Linked DNA regions of Mus musculus: regions 1 and 2 are each linked to region 3. The links are chromatin contacts, called in public Hi-C maps. All regions are on one chromosome and are shown on one strand. The core of a region is the stretch at or near the end of the contact, and the rest is flanking DNA. Distances in the headings are between cores, read along the strand shown. Region 1 holds the start of Ramp3 (receptor (calcitonin) activity modifying protein 3). Region 2 holds the start of Adcy1 (adenylate cyclase 1). Region 3 has its middle 120 kb from the start of Gm11981.

What was found. A called contact is a pair of places that touch in the nucleus more often than the background predicts.
Region 1: a Hi-C map of cortical neurons shows a contact between it and region 3, with 1.9 times the contacts expected there. The contact joins the promoter of Ramp3 here to the enhancer-like site in region 3. A contact is called at or near these places in 3 of 39 promoter capture datasets (embryonic stem cells, hippocampal neurons and stem cell-derived epiblast-like cells), 4 of 484 Hi-C or Micro-C datasets (cerebral cortex, cortical neurons and embryonic stem cells), 1 of 115 datasets of contacts at active chromatin or transcription factors (astrocytes) and 2 of 9 other capture datasets (adipose tissue and liver).
Region 2: a contact with region 3 is called in a Hi-C map of cortical neurons, with 2.9 times the contacts expected there. The contact joins the promoter of Adcy1 here to the enhancer-like site in region 3. A contact is called at or near these places in 4 of 39 promoter capture datasets (3T3-L1-derived adipocytes, hippocampal neurons, liver and 1 more), 4 of 484 Hi-C or Micro-C datasets (cerebellar granule neurons, cerebral cortex, cortical neurons and 1 more) and 5 of 115 datasets of contacts at active chromatin or transcription factors (VIP interneurons, embryonic forebrain, embryonic hindbrain and 2 more).

What each region holds. Positions count from the first base shown.
Region 1 is chr11:6,657,153-6,659,852 of GRCm38.p6, forward strand. It overlaps Ramp3 (receptor (calcitonin) activity modifying protein 3), which reads left to right and starts at 1,381. Exons shown (of 3, transcript NM_019511.3): 1 at 1,381-1,475. The coding sequence starts at 1,421. It also overlaps the pseudogene Gm11978.
Region 2 is chr11:7,062,003-7,064,702 of GRCm38.p6, forward strand. It overlaps Adcy1 (adenylate cyclase 1), which reads left to right and starts at 1,431. Exons shown (of 20, transcript NM_009622.2): 1 at 1,431-2,233. The coding sequence starts at 1,598.
Region 3 is chr11:6,841,124-6,843,823 of GRCm38.p6, forward strand. No RefSeq gene overlaps it. Among named protein-coding and RNA genes, the nearest start is that of Gm11981, 120 kb to the left of the region's middle. Within about 2 kb of position 1,253, at least 5 of the 459 cell types and tissues checked have an H3K27ac peak or open chromatin away from gene starts, as enhancers often do. A contact at or near this core is called in cortical neurons, where this site is marked.

The DNA of each region.
Region 1 (2,700 bases), core at 131-2,630, 180 kb before region 3:
GGCCCCTCTTGAAGGAGGATGACTGACCAAGTTAAATCAGTTTTACTTTTAATTAGACTCCTTTGTTATTGCTGTAGCAAGCCCAGGCTTCCTAGGTTCTCTTTGCTAACTGGTTTTTAAAAATGCTATTTTTTTTAATCTTTAAGATTTCTTTGGTTTATATGTATGGGTGTGCACAATTGCGTGCGGCACCCTCAGAGGCCAGAACGAACTGGATCCCATGGAGCTGGCGATACAGATGATCATGCGCTACCTCCAGTACCTGTGGGAACCAAACCCAGGTCCCCTGTAAGTGCCCTTAACCACTGTGACATCTCTTCAGCCCTAAAGTAGTTACAGGGTTTTGTTTGTTTATTTGCTTGTTTGTTTTTGTTTCTGGCTTCGACCAGAATTTTCTCAGTGAAAATTCACAGAAAGTTGTAGTGAGCCTTTCTAGGTCAGGAAAGGTGAGCTGAGCTCAGTGATGGGGCGTGGGAGACAGAAGTGCTTGTTTAGGTGGGGAAAGCCATCCTCCCAGGTCTGGGCCTTAGCTCTCAGACCAGCAAGTGCTTTCCTGGGGGACAATAAGCTTTGGAGGACAAAGAGGTCTGCTTTTCTCTTTCTGAGGAGTGGTCCCAACATTGGGAACAGGAAGCTGTCCTGGGCTTGAGGGACAGATGTAGTCTATGGTGGGAGAAACTGAGGCCTTTTCTTTTCTTTCTACCTGCTGATTCCAGAAGCCAGGTCCTTGGAGGCCCCGTCACTGACCCGCCTGCCCTCAGTTAGCTTCAGACTTAGCCATTTGTGTTTGCATGTGTGCACACCCAAGCTCCCCTCCCCAGTGCCTCAGTCTGGAAGAATGCCCCCCCCCCCCCCATCTGCTCAGCAACCCACTTCATGCCCTTCTCTGTCCCTTGGAGACAGGCAGGGCTCTCAGACTTGTCTCTGCTTAAATTTATGTGCCTGGCTTAGGGGGGTCCCACAGGACCTGCAAGGATGAACCCCGGGTTTCTCCGAGTTCAACCTCTTGTCTGTCTTCTGCCTGGCTCCCCTCTATCAACCTGTACTGCATAACTCCCTTCATTTCTCCAGCTTGCTTCCCAGTTTGACACTGAGGTTAATCCGGCTCATCCCCAGACCAAACCTGCAGTCTTCCGGTTAGAACCCCTTCTCCATTCCCGCCACGCTGGACTGGCTCTCCCACCCGACTGCACTTCCCCTTCCTCTGTTCCAGTCTATATCCCAACGCGACCCCCACCTCCTGTCCCCACCACCTGCCCCTCCAGAGAGAAGCTGAGAATTCTAGGCAACGGAGGGAGTCAGGGGCGGGGTGGGGGCGTGGCCTGGGTTGGGGCTCTCCGAGGTCCCGCCCTGGTCCCGCCCCAAGCCTCTTACCTCCGAATGTCGCTGTTGCTGCAAGCCGGCTGCATCTTAGTTGGCCATGAAGACCCCAGCACAGCGGCTGCACCTTCTTCCACTGTTGTTGCTGCTTTGTGGTAAGGAGACATTTGGGTCGGGGTACTCCATCTCCTCGGGTCCTTGGGACCCACGCGGACTCTCTCCTTCCCGCGTCCAGCCTAGGCTGCGCTCTTCCCCCCCCCCCCCCCCCCCCAGAGTTTGGAAAAGACACAGGCACGCTGACTCCAGCACATCCTGCAGGTTTTGTGGAGGGTCTTCATAACTCCTCCAACCTTAGAAGAGCTGAGGGAAAAGGCTTTGAGCTGCAAGGGCTGCACAGTTCCCTGTGGGGTAGAGATATTCTGGGGTCCAGGGAAGGGTCTTTGGTGAGGTAGTGAGTTTCTTTCCCATCCTGCCCCGGGCACATGGCACACAGGTGCAGGTAGCTAGAATCCTTTTCCAGTGAGAAAATCGGACTCAGGGAGAAACATTGCTTTCACAAGATAGAAATGGGATAAATATTAAGCTTGTTTTGAAAGGGGTGTGGAGGGAATAAAGTTAGTAGGGAGACATATTAAAGGAGCCTGAGGGAGTTTAATGGGGCGGGGAGAGTAGGAGTGGATATGCTCAAAATACTTTGTATACATATGTAAAATTTCAAAGAATAAAAAGTGAAGTATCTTACTGAAGAAGTTACCCAAGGATAAATAAGAGGATACATGTATGTGTATGTGTATGTGTATATGCTTGTGTACACACATGTATGCATGTACCTGTGGCTCTGGGTGTGCCTGATTGTATCTGTGTGCCTGTGTGGGCATGTGTGTGCATGAGTGCCTGTGGAAGGGTTTGATAGGAGAGGGCTTGCTGGGCAAGGCCAGTGCTTGGCTAGAACTGTGAGGGAAGCTGTTGGCAGGAGGGGGCTCTGTCCTCCAGGAGGAGGGGCTCTGTCCTCCAGGAGGAGGGGCTCTATCCTCCCTCCAGGTGGAGGGGCTCTGTCCTCCAGGGCCATGGTCCCGAGTTTTCCTTACTCTCCTGGTTCAGCCTCCTTGGCTGTAAGATGAAGTTGGACCTGTTTGTAGTGTCTTCCTCAGTGTTGATGACTTGGGATGCGGTCTGGGAGTTGGGACAGAGGTGGGCCAGACTCAACAATTAGTTCTCTCCCTTTGAAGAGGTCTCTGCTTACAGAGTGAGACCATTTTTCGTGTTCTACAGTGGGCGCTCAGGCTGGGGTAGTTTTATGTTGAAGGCTGGGACTGTGACCACCTCCAGAAGGCAGTGAGCTGTTTTGGGATTTCAGCAAGCCTCCAGTGCAAGGCTCCC
Region 2 (2,700 bases), core at 181-2,680, 220 kb after region 3:
AATCAGGTGATGACAAGGATGCTTTTTCAAGGCAGTGCCCTAAGGATGGGGCCAGACCATCTTCTCAGCATCAGCTGACGCTCTCCGTGGGTTTCTGCCAAAAGAACACGGAGAGAGAAATGACCAGAAAATGAGGCTGCAGAGCAGTAGGTGTGAACCTTCATGGAAGGAGCAGGGACTGGGGTGAAAACAGTTAGCTTGGGTGCTGACTGGGGCCAGGCAGGCTCTGAGCTGGGAGTGTCTTACAGCGGGAGTCCGCTCCAAGAACAGGGATTAACTGGTTTTCAAGTGGTTCCAGCAAACCTTCAGTATGAACTGTTGGAGATGTTGAGTAGGAAGATTTTTGTAAAAACGACAAGTTCATGTGGCTCAAACTAATTCTAGAGAAAATCTCAAATCCTAATTCCTGTACCTATATAATGTGTGGGGGGGGGGGCACAGGCTCTTACCCTGGGAATTCTCAGGGTCTTCTAAAACAGTCTGGTCAGGATGGACTGAAAGTGAAAATTTGGAAGCGGGGCCTCTAGTAGGAAGAACAGCATATGGGCTGCAAAATTTTGTGAGAGACAGTTCCTGGTGCACCCGTGGGATCCAGAGGTGGCACAAGCTCCTGGCATCTGTTCTACTCTCAGGGTCCTCTGGGACTCTCTCTAAAGGAGAACAGGGGAGCGATCTCAGGGGGCCATCCTGAGTGAGCACCGAATGAAATTCTGTCCGGTCCCTTCCCTTAGTGAATGGACATCACCAAGATCCGCAACTGAGGCGAATCTGTCCCTGCCACTTGTTCAGCTGGAAGTAAACGTCTCGCCATCATTTGCATGGCCAGCTCCTATTTAAGGAGAGAGCCGCGCTATTTTATCTCTCCTTTCAGCCCTCCCTCACCCATCCCTGCACCTAGACCTCACAGCTTCCTTGGACATTGCAGGGCTTTATTCTTGCTCAGGTCAATAGGCAAAGCTTTCACTACCCACCCAGGTGGTGGGCAAATCAGTCACTTAAAGCGCCTTGCATGTGTGACCTGGGATTCTCGGGGTTTCTCGGTGGGCACTGAGTGAGGGGTCCTCTTGGGAGCTGAGTGAGGGCTCCTCTTGGGTGACCTGGTTCTGCTTGCGGAGGGGATACAAATCTAACAGAGCTGTTCCTCCCTCTACTGGGAATTTCTGCGTTTTTTAAACGCCTCCGAAGACTCATAGAGGGGTGGGCTCCACTGTACATAGGAGGGGAAACCGAGGCTCAAAGAGTCAGGAGTGGTGCCCAAGGTCACGTGGCCCCTTGGGCGTGCGGGATCCCGGGCGCTGAGTTGGGCGCGGACTCTGTCCGCCCAGGATCGGGGCTCTTGGGGCTCGCCTGTCGCAGCACGGTCGCCGCAGAGGACCACTGCCGGGGCGCGGGCGGGCGCCAGTGCGCAGGCGCGGCGGGCGGGAGGGGACGCGCTCGGGGCGCGCGCGCTGGGCAGCCGGCGCCCCAACTCCGCCCGCCCCGCGCCCCGGCGCCTCGCCGCCCGCCGCCCGCCCGCCCCGGGGCCGCCGGCCGGCGCCCCGGCGCCCCGGGCCGGCGAGGGGCGCGCCCGTGGCCGCGGCCGCTGCATGGCGCTGAGATGGCGGGGGCGCCGCGCGGCCAAGGCGGCGGCGGAGGCGCGGGCGAGCCCGGGGGCGCAGAGCGGGCGGCCGGGCCGGGCGGCCGGCGTGGGTTCCGGGCGTGTGGCGAGGAGTTCGCGTGCCCCGAGCTGGAGGCGCTGTTCCGCGGCTACACGTTGCGGCTGGAGCAGGCGGCCACGCTGAAAGCGCTGGCTGTGCTCAGCCTACTGGCGGGCGCCCTGGCGCTGGCTGAGCTGCTGGGCGCACCGGGGCCAGCGCCGGGCCTCGCCAAGGGGTCGCACCCAGTGCACTGCATCCTTTTCCTGGCGCTGTTCGTGGTCACCAATGTCCGATCCCTGCAGGTGTCCCAGCTGCAGCAGGTCGGTCAGCTGGCGCTGTTCTTCAGCCTCACCTTCGCGCTACTCTGCTGCCCCTTCGCGCTGGGCGGCCCCGCGAGGAGCTCTGCAGGAGGCGCAATGGGCTCGACGGTCGCCGAGCAGGGGGTTTGGCAACTCCTTTTGGTCACCTTCGTGTCCTATGCCTTGCTGCCCGTGCGCAGCCTACTGGCCATCGGCTTCGGGCTGGTGGTGGCTGCCTCGCACTTACTGGTCACAGCCGCCTTGGTCCCTGCCAAGCGCCCACGTCTCTGGAGGACGGTAAGTGGCACCACGAGTCCCCCATTGGGTTGGAGACACATCTGCCAGCAGCACTGGAGGTGGCAGGAGTTTAACGTTCTTCCTATGGAGAAGGTGGGGAAACTGAGGTTCTGAAGGTGGGACAGGTGTTCAAGGTCAACAGCAAACTGAGGATGCAGTGGAGGAGCTAGCACCCTCCACCCGGTGTTTCTTACGAGATAAGAGTCCCTAGCGTCTTTAGGGTGGAGACGAGAGACTGGTGTGTGGTGGTGGTGGTGGTGGTGACAGGCCCAAGGTCAGGCAGTAGGGTACCGAGCTCAAGTGGGGGACCCAAGCCTGATCCACCGCGCCGGGTTGTACCCGTGTCCCTCAGTAGAGGTACTGAAAAGTGGGAGGGTGCGCGGTCTCCAGGCCAGGCTTCTAGGCTGGCAGAGCGCGCAGCCCCTGGGTTCCTCTCCAGCTCGCCTGGAGCGCATCTGGGGCTCGCT
Region 3 (2,700 bases), core at 3-2,502:
TTTAGAACACAGTCCTTAAGTTTTGTTTTTTGTTTTTGTTTTTGTTTTTGTTTTTTTTTTCAAGACAGGGTTTCTCTGTATAGTCCTGGCTGTCCTGGAACTCACTCTGTAGACCAGGCTGTCCTCGAACTCAGAAATTTGCCTGCCTCTGCCTCCCAAGTGCTGGGATTAAAGGCGTGCGCCACCACGCCCGGCCCTTAAGTTTTTTTTTTTTATATTTAGAGCTTTGGAAAACTGTCTGAGATCCTCGGACTCTGTCCTGGTGTGTTCTCTTAAACAACAGAGATGTCTGAGATCCTGAAACAACAGGGATACTGGGGATGTTGGTCTCAGGAAAACTCCCGGCAGCAGTGACGGTATCACCGCTTCTCACTGACAATGTTCTTATTCTGTGCTCACCCAAGTCTCCATACTTTATTTGATCTGGGTCTTCATCTTTAAAAAGATTCCAATCTTTTTTTTTTTTATTGCCATAAAATAATCCTTTCATTATTCAGTGTAGCTGGAAGAAAATCTAGTTTATAGATTGACAGAGACTTATTTTATATCTTCCAAAAGGAGCCCTGTTTTTGGAGAACTTCTTTTTAGATATAAAACACCTACAGTGCAAATGACAGGGTTTCTTCTAAGAGAAACAGAGGAATATTAACTGGGTCCAGCTGGCTGGCTACTGATCTTGATAGTGGAACTAAGATTCAATGAATTCCCCAATCCTATCAGCACAGCCTGTTCTGATGACCATCTGTATTGTAAATATGTATACGAATATTGTAAATATGTAAATTTATATGTCCTTTGATATGGTGCCTAGTCATACCTCTTAATCACACTAACTCCAGTTCATAGGGTTCAGTTCCACAGGATTCGGGTATGGGCCACCGTTAGGGCTGGAAGGCTCTGGGAATCCTAACACACTCCGACTCCAGCCTACCTTGGAGTGCCTCCAGCTCTCTTGACTCAAAAACTTGGGTTGATTCTTCATATTCAAAGTGTCCAAAAACAGTCAATGACAATGGCCTCATGGTATTCTAATCAGTTCAATTATTTATTTTTAATCAAAATTGGACAAATGTTAGAGCCAAAACCTACCTCACTCACGGTGCAGGCACAGAAATTGGGAATCTTTCAGACAGGCTGGCTTTACTAAAAATAATAAAGGCACGCTTTAGGAAAGGATTCGTGTTCAAAACATAAGACATGTAGAGACAACATTATTTTTAAAAGTGAGAATGTGTAACCTAAGAGACTGTGCCTCGTGAGCCCGCATTTTCCTCTGAAATTAGTCTTCAGTGTAGCTCACAGTACAATTAGCTGAGGTTGTAGAGAGACTAAATAACAGTCTTATTTTGCCAATGGAAAGTAAACAGGCTGTATTACAAAATGACTCCTGTTGGAGCTATTTTCCTCTGTGGTTGTAAAATGAGGACTAAGGTAGGGCTGTGTCCATAGAATCTTGATCTTCCACAAGTCTGGCTTTGTGTCTGGCCCACTGTCATTAATGTTTGTTGCGTGGAGAAAGGACAATTTTGTTGAGAAAAGAATTCAAAAAATGACACTGTTATTATCTGATTTAGCCTGCATTATGACTGTCTGTTTACTTACCCAAGCTAAAAATCTGATACAATATCAAACAGTAAGCAAAGAAAATTATTAGCCGTAAGGAAGAGCTAGAGTAATTTAGACATGAAAGACCAATCATTTCTAAAATTAGAACCTAGTTATTTCGCATGAGGTTTTGGGCATGAAATCAACCTGGCTAGAAGGAAAAGCTAGAATTAAAAAAAATAATAATGATTTATTTCAAACCCTCAAAACATCAACTAAAATATTTCATAGACTATAGTAACTATAGAAACAAGGAGCAAATGAGTCAGTCTAGTTAAAGAGTATCAAGAAACATGCAGAGAATTGGGGGGGCGGTAATTAAAATGCCATTCCTTGTCTCATCTGCTATTTTAATTTATTTTTGATTATTTTAACTGTGCATGTAACACTATTTTTAAAATAATGTTTTTATTAATTCTGAGAATTTCATATGATGAATTTGATTGTATTCACCCCCCTCCCCCTAACTCCTTCCATATATCCTCCTACCTCCCAGCCCACTCAACTTCACATTTTCTCTCTTTGAGATATAATAATATTCTTACTATCTGTCTATGTGAATGCTATATCTATATGAATATAATGCTACCCAGGACCAAAAATAATAAATAAGAAATGGAAATAGAAGGACAGTTATATGTTATTTTTTAAATGTTACAACCAAACATCTGATGAAAGCAACTTAGAAAAAGAGGAATTTATTTGGTTTACAGTTGAAGGGACGTCATGGCGGCTAGAGCTTCAGGAAGCAGAGCGCCCTGCGTGTTAGTGCTCAGCTCCTGTTTCCTTCTTCTGTAGTCTGCCAGCTAGGGTGAGGCCTCCCACCTCAGTTCACACTCACAGGCATGCCCAGGGGCTCTCTCCTAGATGACTCTAGGTCCTGCTAATTGGAGAGCAGTATTAACCATGCATCATTATACATGATGGCTAATAATGTCAGTATGACCCAGGGGCTACTTCCTTTACAGCTTTAGCAGCTATTTCTATCTCCTGCAGACATCTTTCCAGTCTATACATACTCATTTTTATTAGACCTTAGGAAAAATCATTCTTAGTTCGATGGGACAGAAAGCAGTGTCATAAACATCACCCGCT